Linked DNA regions of Mus musculus: all the other regions are linked to region 2. A link is a contact called in public Hi-C, HiChIP or PLAC-seq and promoter capture Hi-C data. All regions are on one chromosome and are shown on one strand. The core of a region is the stretch at or near the end of the contact, and the rest is flanking DNA. Distances in the headings are between cores, read along the strand shown. Region 1 holds the start of Hps6 (HPS6, biogenesis of lysosomal organelles complex 2 subunit 3). Region 2 holds the start of Cnnm2 (cyclin M2). Region 3 holds the start of Elovl3 (elongation of very long chain fatty acids (FEN1/Elo2, SUR4/Elo3, yeast)-like 3). Region 4 holds the start of Stn1 (STN1, CST complex subunit).

Region 1 (2,996 bases), core at 197-2,696, 760 kb after region 2:
CGAAACATGCTGTTGTGTCTCAGTTCTTCTGGGGTAAGCTGGGTACCTCGAAGGCTCCGACGCTGGTAGTACCCACAGGCCTCCTCAAACACCAGGTCCTTGTCTGAAGGCAGCTCAAGGCCTTGGGGAGTTTCCCAACACACACAAAAGAGACCCAAGGCTGAAAGCAATCGTAGGGCTCCTCGGGTCTCCAGCTCTTCCTCGTTCTTCATGCCCGGGGCTGGAGGCTCCAGCAAATGTACTCTGTCTGTACTGAGAACCTTTTTTTCCAACAGCCGCCCACTGCTCATGTCCAGTAGTTCCAAGGTGGAGCCCAGGACACAGGCTAAAGTGCCGTGAAATGTCCCCAGGGCTGCAGACCCTTTTAGGCTTACAGGGGCCTCCTGCAGGATTCCCACGGTTCGAGTACCACCATGGCACTGCACTAGGCTCACCTTCCCTTTCAAGTCAAGCAACAACAAGCCCTGCGAAGATGGGGCCCAAGTGTGTACAGCCAGTGGCTCCCTGGGGGACAGGAATCCAGGAAGGCCTCGCAGCAGGGTCCGGAAGTCCCAAGTGTCCCCTTGTTTGGGATTCAGGCTTTTACTGTGTGAAAGACCAAGAGATGGAGCAGCAACTATTACCTTCCCCTTGCTTGGGCTCCAGATGAGCAGAAGGTGGGCCACACCAGACCAAGTGTTGGTAGTAGGCACCAGGAAGAGGTCCTTGCGGGAGGCTATCAGTCCAAAAAGGGGGCAATGGTGTAGCAGGATGTGGGTGCAGCCTAGTTTGGTGCCAGCCTCCCCGCTGGTTTCCAGGGTCTTGAAGCACACACGGTGGCTGAAGGCCGTTGAAAGCTGCTCTGGTTGGTCCTTAACACCCGGCTGACGCTCCTCGCACCAAACTAGGCGGCCTCGGGTTGCGGCCACGGCCATCACGCGGGCTCCACCATCCGGACACAGCTCAGTGCTCTGAAGTAGCTTCCATCCAGGCTCCATCCCCACGCCCCAAACCTCTGCTAGGCCACTCTCCCATACCAAGATCAGCGCGGGTCGCGCCAGCCACGGCACGAAAAAGACGTCCAGCGGCGAGGGGTCGCCCTCCGGCCAGGCACGCTCCAGCGGCAGGCCGGGCCCACGCACAGCCACTAGAAGCTGTGGGGCGGGCGATCCGGGGGGTCTTAATAGCAGCAAGTGGCGGCCGTCAGGGCTGCAGCGGACTAGGACAGCTGGGTCCCCCGCCAACAACTCGCGGAGCCGGGCCGCGCCGGTGAAGTTGCTCAGATCCGAAAGCAGGCGCAGAGTTCCTGCACGCTTCATGACGCCTCTGCCGCAGGAGCTAGCCAAGGCCTGATCGCCCAGTGGGGCGAGGCCGGACTGCTAGTCCTGGTACCCGGGGGAGTGCAGGGCTGACACTTCCGTCCCTGGTGAATGAGGTGAGCCAAGCCCTGGACTGAACGTCGACTCCGCCCGGCCCCGCCCCGCCAGGCGAGGTCCGGGATTGCCCCAGGGCACGCCCCGCTAGCGCTGCGCGCCGGGGGCGGAGCTGCGGGAAGATGTCCGAGGGAGGAGCATCCGCAGCACCCAAGGGTCCCCGCTCTGGATTCAAGTTTCCTAGGCACCGTGAGAATGTCTCAAAACGTCTCCCTTCTTTCTGAACCTCGCTCTTTCACCTTATTTGTGGTTGAGTACTGACACCGTATCAGCCCTGACCAAATAGCAAATCTCAACCGCCTGGAAATTTAGTGGAAAAACTGTAAGGTTAACAACCCTCCGCTCACCAGGCTGGCCACAAATTCACAGAGATTCTCCTGTCTCTGCCTCCCAAGTGCCGTGATTAAAGTTCATCACTACCATCCCTGGTCTTTATACATATGTTTTAAATTTGAAGTCAGCATACAAAGTAATGAATTTCATGATCGCATCCCCTTCCTCCATATTCTTAGTCCTGTGTGCACCTGTGAAGGCTGGAGGTCAGCCTCAGTGTCTTTCCTCAGAAGCCAACCTTCTACACTGTTTTGAGAGAACTTCTTTCACTAGGACCTCTCACCCACTAGGTTGTGCTAGCCAGCCAATGAGCTCGGGAGATCCTCCTGCTTCAGTCTCCCACGCTGGGATTATAGACTCGAACCACAATACCAAGCATTGAGGATAGAATTAGCGTCTTAAGCTTTTGAGGTATGCACTTTATTGACCAAGCTATGGCTGGCATTTTTACACATATATATATTATTCTACTTTGTTCCTGTTCACTGCCTTCCTCATTAAAAATTTAAATTAAATTATATTGAATGTGTGTGTGTTTGTGTGTGTATCTATGTGTGTCTGTGTTTGTGTGCGTGCAATATTATGGGCATACGCCACAACACCCACTCAGAGGCCAGAGGACAACTTTCGGAGCTGGTTCTTGCCTTGTACCACGTGGTTCCTGTGGTGGTTTGACTAAGAATGGTCTCCCACAGACGCATATATCTGAATAGTTAGTCATCAGAGAGTGGCACTCTCTGAGAAGAACTGGGATTAGTTATGTGTGGCCTCCTTGGAGGAAGTGTGTCACTGGCAGTGAGCTTTGCGATTTCAACCCCCCATGCCAGGTCCAGGTTCCCGTCTGCCTGTGGATGGGACTGGAGCTCTTAGCTACTGCTTCACTGCCGTGTGCATCACCGTGCTCTCTGCCAATGATGATAATGGATTGATGCTCTGAAACTGCAAGCAAGCCCCTCATTAAATGGTTTCTTGTATAAGAGTTGTCCTGGGGCTGGCGAGATGGCTCAGTGGGTAAGAGCACCCGACTGCTCTTCCGAAGGTCTGAAGTTCAAATTCCAGCAACCACATGGTGGCTCACAACCATCTGTAACAAGATCTGACTCCCTCTTCTGGAGTGTCTGAAGACAGCTACAGTGTACTTACATATAATAAATAAATAAATCTTAAAAAAAAAAAAAAAGAGTTGCCCTGGTTGTGGTATTTCTTCACAGCAATAGAAGAGTGACTGAGACAGGTGTCAGGAATCAAACT
Region 2 (2,714 bases), core at 14-2,513:
GTCGGGAGCAGATGGCTTGGGGCACGATTTCTCCGAAGATGACGATGCCAATGGTGGAGACCACCACCGCCACAAGGCCTGAGCCCGCAATGTCGTCCAGCAGGATGGTGAGCGTGGTGTTGACCAGTACGTTGCCCAGCAGCAGCGAGCACAGCAGGTAGTTGCCCTGCCTGCGCACCGGCTCGATGCGCTTGGCATAATTCTTCTCTTTCTCCGTGCCGCAGTTTTGCACGATGCGCAGCTCCATCGGGTCCAGAGCCATGAGCCCCAGGTTGAGGCCGCTGAACATGCCCGACAGGCACAGCAGCAGCGAGATGAAGATCACTTGCAGCCAGAAGGGCAGCAAGAACTTCTTCTCCTCGCCCACTATCATCTTGGTGTCCTCACCGTCGTGGTAAATCCAGGTGGTCTCGGCCCACGGAGGAGGCGGGAGTCCGGCCACCCCCGCGCCACCCTTGCCCCCGACGGTGCCACTCGCAGACCCGGAGCCGCCGGCGCCTAGTGCGGGCGTGGAGAGAGACGTGCACAGGTAATAAGACTTGCTCTTCTCCATCTTGCGCAGCGGTTTAATCTCGATCTCGATGATGCCCGATGTGCGGCGATTGAGAATGATGTGGGGCAAGATGATGATGTCTGAGGTGCGGATGCCGCAGCGCTGGGGGCCGCTGTCCGGCTCCGGAGGCGCGGGGCCCCCCAGCCCACGCTCGCTGGGTGTGTGCCGGCGCCGCTCGTGCTCAGTGAAGGCGATGCGGGACCACGTCTCGTTGTTGATGTTCTGCCCGTACACCCGCAGCTTGACCCGGGTCCGCTCGCTCACCCGCAGAGCACCCCCTTCCATGAACGACACGTCGTTCGTATCCTCCAGCCGCAGCCCGATGATCACGGTCTCCTCGTTCTCGCCGGCCGCTGTGCAGCCGCCCGCTCCCCAGCAGCAGCTCAGCAGTAGCAGCGGCAGCAGCCGGCCCGCAGCTGCTTGCAGGACCCCCCGGCCGCGGGCACTGAGGCTGCGGCGCGCCGCCATCTTCCAAGTGGGCAGTGCGGCGGCTGCCTGCCCGCCCGCCATCTTTACTTCGGGTTCACAAGCGCCACAGCCAATCATAGGGTGGCTGCTCCAGCTGAGGCTTCATCCTTCCCACCCGGCGGCGCGAGCGCAGGCACCGGCGCCCGAGCAGGACTGCAACCGCGCGTTCGCGCCCAGCCCTTAGCTGTCCTTCTCTCTGAATGACACTGATTCGGACTGAGCCAGCTGAGGAACCCCCGGGCTCGAGGGAGGAGGGAGCGGAGGGAGGGGCGTGCTAGCCTCTCCCGCGAGAGGCAGGTCTGCCAGCCAATCAAGAGCGGGTGCCCGCCTTCCCAGCCAGGGGGCTGGAATGGGGGCGTGGTCGCAGTCGGCGTGCCGCACCAATGGCACGGGAGGTGGGCGGGGAGATGAGGGCCACTGTCCTCCTCTGCATGCCAAGTTTCCAACTGAAAGGCGCGTGACTCTTGTGTATGCGCGGGGAGGAGGCGTGGCCATCCCGGATGCAAGAGCCAGTCAAAGATGAGCGCTGTAGGGATGGGGGCGTGGTCTTCCTCCAGGCGGCCAATGAAAGGGAGCGGTCCGCGGGTGCGGCGCTCCCTGTGGGGTCTCTGTAGTAGATCCTCGCGCGCGGCTTGGCAGCCCTGCAATACTGCCCTGAGGCGCGAGGCCTCGGGTCCTTGCTGCAGGGACTTGCGGGCTCCACGGGGCTCCGTGTCGCCGCAGAATGGGCTGAGCCCTCCTTCCCTGGGAGCACCAGAGCCGGACTGGAGACAGCTTACGATGCACATAGCCTAAAACCAAATCGGGATACTAGTCAAGCCCCCCAGCCCACTACCCCTGCATGCGGTTCCTCTGGAGATTCGCGGTGACAGGGTGGCCCTAGCAACGCCGAGGACCTGCGGTCTCCGTGACTCTGTGAGCCCTCAGCTGCTCACGATCATGTGGCGCCACCTGCCGGCCCTCACGGACGACCTTTGCTGTTTTCTAGCTCTCAACAAACCTCTCAAAGTGTGGTCAGCTTCCCAAACTTTGTCATCACAGGGATTCTCCTGTAGTCCTGCTATAATCACAGAATGAGATGGACCCTATTTTTGGTTTTGTTTTGTTTTGTTTTGTTTTGTTTTTTAACGTGCACCCAGGCAATTTGGGGAAATAGGAAGGGGAGAGCAACCTGAGAAGGCCCATGAAAGCTTATTATGAAATGCACAGGTCAAACGCTGTTAGCTCCGGAGAAGATTCATTGTGGAGCACAGCTCACCAGGACTCTCAAGTCCATTGCATCAGACTAGATGCGGTAGCACAGTAGCTCCCAAACTGAACTTTCTGCCTCCCAACTGAAGCGCGTTTTAAAATGTTTTTCCTGATCTTACTTTGTATTCCATAAACACAATACTCTTCCTTTTTTGTGAACACCCACAGTGTTTTTTATAATTTCCAGGACGAGTGATTTCTGGGCTCATTTCAGCGGTATCCTCGCAATTCTCTCTTTTTTTTTTTTTTTTTTTTTTGTTGTTTTGTTTTGTTTTGTTGTTGTTTACAGGGTTTCTCTGTATAGCCCTGGCTGTCCTGGAGCTCACTTTGTAGACCAGGCTGACCTTGAACTCAGAAATCCGCCTGCCTCTGCCTCCCGAGTGCTGGGATTAAAGGCGTGCGCCACCACGCCCGGCCGCAATTCTGTCTTCTTTTATGCTTG
Region 3 (2,816 bases), core at 311-2,810, 630 kb after region 2:
TAAGAGACTATCTTTTAAAGTAAACATTTTAAAGAGGGGTGGAACAGAACAGAGACCATAGCCTTGGGCTCAAGGAAGAGAGAAAACCCAGGTACTATGGAAAAGAAGTCGACGTGGCTGAGGATTTGAGAAACCCTCAGGGTAAAATGGAGATGTAAGGACTAAAGAACAGGCAGAGAGCATGGGGTGGAGGACTAACTTACCTGAATATTGCCAGGAAGAAGGACCAGAGGATGAGAGGCCTCTGCAAGCTGAAGCTCTTCCGCGTTCTCATGTAGGTCTGGCCAACAACGATGAGCAACAGATAGACGACCACTATGAGAAATGAGCTTACCCTGGAGGGCAGAAAACAGATGGATTCACAGTGGGCGTTGCTTAAAAGAATGCCCGCTCATCTCCCAAAGGGGCTCCTTTATACTAGAGCTTCAGCAGTATGATGCTTTGGTTTCCTTATCTTTATGGGGTAGTGGGGTGCCTTGGCAGTATTCACAGATCTAAAGTACCTAGCACAGGGCACATTTGAGATTTCTGTAATTATGACTTTGTCAATGAGGTCTCAATGAAGGTGACAGTTGTCTGCCCCCAGCCAAGAACTACTCTGTCCAAACCTGTGGTGTAAGATAGTGTAGCAACATCTGACTGACTTATGGCAAGACGAGATTGAACAACAAAGTCACCCCACCAAACACGTCTGGGACGATTTAGGGCTAAGACAGAAAGCCTCAGGAAAGCTTTGACAGGGTTCCCATTTTTGTGTTATCTTGACATCAGAGAAGATGACACACTAAGGGAACATGATAATTGTGTGTGGGACACGCTAATCCTAGGTGCCCACACAGGAAGGCTCGCTTGGGCTCTCGGGCTCTCTCTCTCTCTCTCTCTCTCTCTCTCTCTCTCTCTCTCTCTCTCTCTCTCTGTGTGTGTGTGTGTGTGTGTGTGTGTGTGTCTGTGTATGTGTCTGTGTGTCTGTGTCTGTGTGTGCCTCTCTGTCTCTCTCTGAGAGTCAACTAAAAAAACCGCTTCATTCCGGTCAATCTCTCCTCAGCTATAGTTCCCATTTTTTCCCTTTGTTTTTGTCTCCTCCCACATCCCTCTCTCCAACTTCTCATTTCTGAGCCCTTTCTTCTAGAGCTAATCTCTTAAAGGGGTATCTTAAAAGAGGGGGCGGGGCAGGGGAATCGGAGCTAGTACCGGGGCGGGCGCGTCGTCGGAGACTTTACAGGCATTCATTCCCTGTCTCCATTTCCCTCAAAGCAGTTGGTCCTTCCCCATCACCAGGTCTCACCAGTACTCCTCCAAAAAGGGCCTTAAGTCCTGAAACGTCTCGAAGTCATAGGGTTGCATCAGGTCCATTTTTAACCCGCGTGAGAAATTCATGGATGTGTCCATTTCGATTTTGCAGACGACGAGTTACAGAGCTTGGGGTAGGGAGCTGGGCGAGAGCCAAAGAAGTAGAAGATGGAGTGGGTCTCAGGGACGAAGAAACCCAGGACAGAAAGAAATTGTGTATAAGCAGAAGGGCCCCGGAGCCTGGCACGTGCGCTGCTAACCAGCCCGCTCGCGCTGCAGTGACCGTGCCTGCCGTATATATATCCCCAATTACTAAACTGGGAACCCAGGCGGTGCAAGGCCAGCTCCCGCCCTCAGCAGTTATCCAATCTTAGCCAAGGGACATCTCTGTCCCGCCCCTGGACCTCCTCCTCTCTGACTGATCAGTCTCAGGGGCACCTCCCCTAAGAACCAAGTTTGCCCCAAATCCGTTCCCCCCACCCGCCTCCTTCCTTCCTTTCTTTCTCTTTCTTTCTTTCTTTCTTTCTTTCTTTCTTTCTTTCTTTCTTTCTTTCTTTCTTTCTAAATTCCACCAGCTGCTCTAGGTTGACTCATAAGCACACCCCCTCCCCCCTCCCCCCCCCCCGCGCCCCAATCCTTGATTTCACCGAGTACCCAGGCAGACCAGTCTACCTCTGACACAGTCACCTGTAGCCTCTGCCTCCTTTTGCGTTAATCTTCACCTACTTGGCCCTGACGAGCAAGCGGAGGGACTCTTGGCTTCTGGTGCACACTTCCAGATATGGGGTCGACAGTTTCCTTGGGAAACCCAGGCTGGAATAAGGAAGACCAAGCTGGACCATAAGGAAGACGGCTCTGACCACTTCTGTCTTTGGATCTGTGCTTGTAGGAGGAGGGGAATGGATGTAATGAATTTTACTGTTGGGTTGTTGTTGTTAATATTTGAGGAGGCGGCAATTCAGGCTGTTACAGTTTCTTTATAGTTTCCGGAACTGTCTCGTCTGACGCCCAGTAAAAATGTTGGAGAGAAAAATGGGGTCACCCTCTGGGCTCCTTGTCCTCAGGTGCAGGAGAAGCCTGGAAGGGTTTAAAGTAGGTGGTGACCCAGTGAACTTCCTTAGGCTTACAGTTCCCCTTCCCAGTCTGAACGTATCCAATTGAATCTGCTCCTTCACCAAGGCATCTAGTCCCAGTGAACAAAAAATACTTAGAAACTGGGAAGCCTTTACCTGGCTGTCCCTTGTTTCTTTCTTGGCTTTAAGAAAGTGAAGGAAAACCAGAAGGCTTGAAAACAGTTGAGAGGAGATGGGGATCTATAGAACAAGTGCAAAGAAAACTAAGAACTATTTGAGGTGGTGAAGAGCTGACTCAGTGACTATGAGCACTCGTGTAAGCATTAGGACCCGAGTGCAGAACCTAACACCCCATAACCAGCCTGCACCCTGTCCTGCCCACTGTATGTGGGAACAGAGACAAGACTGTTGGGGCTTCCAGGCTGCCAGCCTAGGGGAAAATCACAAACCCTG
Region 4 (2,709 bases), core at 149-2,648, 780 kb before region 2:
TGTTATTTGGCACCAAGTTGCCAAAAGAAAGGGCTCCTAGCATTGACTTTTAAAATATCGATCGGCCTTGAATGTTGTAGGGTGTTGTGCTGGTCCTGCGGGGTTGAAGATTTCAGGATCGTCCAGGAAGGCTTGGAGTCTGGGAGTTCTACAGGAGGGAGGCTGAGATCTTTACAAAGCTCCATGCAAACCCCTCAATCTGGAATTCTACAGCTCACCCTCAGCTTCGTTACCATCTACTCCTCAGGTCTGGGGCTCAGATCAAGAGGCACACTCCCCTCTAAAGAGTCCTCCATCACTGTAAAAGATGACATCAGGGGAGTCTGCTTCTATTTATACCACAAGGCGTGGCCCTCCCCCAGGTTGGCAGTAAACCCAGAGTCCAGCGCTCTAGCCCTGAGAGCTCTGAGCGTCATTTCTGAAAATACCTCAACTTCTGAGGACAGCGGAGACTGGTCCCTGGACTCCACCCTGGCGCAGAGGTGTGCAGTCCTGAGAATGTCACCCAACCTGTCTTTCTCTACCTGACAGGTGAATTGGAAGCATCCATCCTACTATGTTTCCTTGGGAGAGAACCTCTTCTAGTAGAGAGGGATTGGGTTTACACAGATCTTAAACTCCACGGGCCCAGCCATTCTGTGCCACAGAGTCTGGGAGACACTGTCCGCTCCTTCTGTGGCCAGGGCAGTAACTGAAAGCCATGGTTCTAATGACACCCAGTTTCCATCCCAGCCCTTCTCTGATAGTTTAGCAATGATCTCTTTGGCCTCCTGCCTCTTTTGCCGCTGGAGTGAGTGACCTGCCCTCTCCTAGGCGTGTGAGTCCCTGTGAGTAGGGAAAAACGTCTTTATTTATATGGGTGGAGACAGTGGAGACAGGGCTCCAAGGAGGTGGCCATGGTTTATACAAGAATTGTCAGTCTCTCAAGAGTTAAAGGCACAACATCCTGGAGGAAACCTCATAGGGGTGGTTTCCGTTAGAGACAAGACCTCTCATTCTCTCGGGGCCTCAGGTTTAGAGCAGAACATCTGCAAGCGAGACTGTAGCATCCCTACGATGTCAGGGGATCATTACCAGCTGTGAAGAAACAGTAAAATACCCCATTGCCTAATTTCGTTGTTTGTTGCTTTAATCAGTCAAGACAACCCCCTGCCCTACTTTTAAAAAAGAAAATTTAAGTTTGATCCCGTCCCAATTTCCTGGAACCGTCTGAGGGAATCGGAGTGACAAATGTGACATGGAAGGCGGGATTTGAGCAGCAGGAATTCCCGGGCTGGCTCGGGAATCTCCGAGATTAGGAGAGCCCCCAAGAGCCTGCGCAGGGTGTATGTAGACCGGGAAGGCGGCGTGGGCGGAACCGATACGTGGGGTGGGCGTGGCCTTGAGGAGGACGTCGGGGGCGTGGCCTCAGCGGGAGTGGCTGGCGGTAGCTAGGCGCGGGTGGCGGGAAGGAAATACGCCGGCGGGAGTGTGCTCGCTTCCTTCTCGCAACCGGAACTGGTTCGGCAATCTTGGCTGGCTGCTCCTGCTTCGGGAGAAGTTGTAAACTGCTCTGATTTCTGCCTCTTTTTCCTTTCCTCCGCTCTTCCCAGAGGTGAAAGGTCGAAGCTTGGATAGACACACCTTCAGGGCCCCCAAAGTCCACGGCCACAGGGACTCTCTCCATTACTCTCCGGATTCACTCGTTAAAACTCCTTTTTGGGGTACGCCTGTGTGTATGGTTATCCTCAAAGTGGAGAATTAGTATTTAGGGGATGTAGCTCAGTTGTTGGAGAGCACTTGCCTAGCCTGCACGAAACCTTGCATGAAGCCCTGCGTTCCATCCCCAGCACTGTATAAACCAGGTCTGATGGGACATGCCAGTAATCCCAGTACTGGAGGATCACTAGTTCAAAGCCATCCTCCACTACATAGCTAGATTAAGATCAGCCGGGGCTATCTGAGACCTCGTCTGAAAAGAAAATTTGGTGTTTAACTGATTCTCAGTTGGTATTTCGTCCGAAGGAGCCTCATACAAGGACTTTGCCATCTGCTAGGCATGAAGTTTGACAGGGTCCTGAACCCCTGTGTTACCCTCCTAAGACTTCTGGATGACCGTTACCCACACTAAACACCCTAAAACCTTATTTTTGTTTTCTTTTGTAGAGTCTTGGCTCTGGGTTAGCAGATGCCACAGCCCTGCCTCTTGATGGAGTGTGAATCCAGTCCAAGGGAAGAGGAGATCCCGCCCCTCTTTTGGGGTCTGGATCCTGTGTTTCTAGCCTTTGCAAAACTCTACATCAAGGATATCCTGGAGATGAAGGAGTCCCAACAAGTGCCAGGTATGTGGCCTGTCAGCTTAACGGACGCCCTGTGCTGCACCCTGACCCTCAAAGATACAGAAAGCCGGAGGCTTAGGGCATCTAAAGAGCCCTGTCTGAAAGTTATCTAGCCTCAACCTTGGAAAGAGTTTATTACTGTGATTTTTGTGCAAATTAAAGACAACCTAAGAATTTGAAGTTGATCAAACTTTGAGCTTTGCATTGAGCTCTTTCTCCCAACCTGTACATAACCAGATTCCAACGCTCGGATGATGGAAATAGAGACGATGAAGGGTTCAAAGCCAGCCTGGGCTACATAAGAGCTTTTCTCAATAAAATACATAACTAAAACCACATGTGCTTAAGGTATTCCATACTTTAAAATACCTAGGCTCCTTTTGGGAGCCTG

Evidence for each region. Promoter capture Hi-C pulls out the DNA fragments that hold promoters and counts their contacts. Hi-C and Micro-C count contacts between places; a contact is called where the count stands out from the background. HiChIP or PLAC-seq counts read pairs in DNA pulled down with a chosen protein or histone mark.
Region 1: a Hi-C map of CD8 T cells shows a contact between it and region 2, with 6 times the contacts expected there. The contact joins the promoter of Hps6 here to the promoter of Cnnm2 in region 2. A contact is called at or near these places in 1 of 484 Hi-C or Micro-C datasets (CD8 T cells) and 1 of 115 datasets of contacts at active chromatin or transcription factors (memory CD8 T cells).
Region 3: a contact with region 2 is called in a promoter capture Hi-C map of pre-B cells, with 3 times the contacts expected there. The contact joins the promoter of Elovl3 here to the promoter of Cnnm2 in region 2. A contact is called at or near these places in 3 of 39 promoter capture datasets (cranial neural crest, pre-B cells and stem cell-derived epiblast-like cells), 1 of 484 Hi-C or Micro-C datasets (the N1E-115 cell line) and 1 of 115 datasets of contacts at active chromatin or transcription factors (pancreatic cancer cells).
Region 4: an HNF4G HiChIP or PLAC-seq map of pancreatic cancer cells shows a contact between it and region 2. The contact joins the promoter of Stn1 here to the promoter of Cnnm2 in region 2. A contact is called at or near these places in 1 of 39 promoter capture datasets (pre-B cells) and 1 of 115 datasets of contacts at active chromatin or transcription factors (pancreatic cancer cells).

The regions. Positions count from the first base shown.
Region 1 is chr19:46,001,928-46,004,923 of GRCm38.p6, reverse strand. Hps6 (HPS6, biogenesis of lysosomal organelles complex 2 subunit 3) reads right to left here and starts at 1,446. Exons shown (of 1, transcript NM_176785.3): 1 at 1-1,446. The coding sequence starts at 1,298. The region is part of intron 1 of 4930505N22Rik (RIKEN cDNA 4930505N22 gene); the gene reads right to left.
Region 2 is chr19:46,760,158-46,762,871 of GRCm38.p6, reverse strand. It overlaps Cnnm2 (cyclin M2), which reads right to left and starts at 1,263. Exons shown (of 8, transcript NM_033569.3): 1 at 1-1,263. The coding sequence starts at 1,099.
Region 3 is chr19:46,130,643-46,133,458 of GRCm38.p6, reverse strand. Elovl3 (elongation of very long chain fatty acids (FEN1/Elo2, SUR4/Elo3, yeast)-like 3) reads right to left here and starts at 1,560. Exons shown (of 4, transcript NM_007703.2): 1 at 1,286-1,560; 2 at 204-335. The coding sequence starts at 1,389.
Region 4 is chr19:47,535,808-47,538,516 of GRCm38.p6, reverse strand. Stn1 (STN1, CST complex subunit) reads left to right here and starts at 1,398. Exons shown (of 10, transcript NM_175360.3): 1 at 1,398-1,703; 2 at 2,146-2,321. The coding sequence starts at 2,168.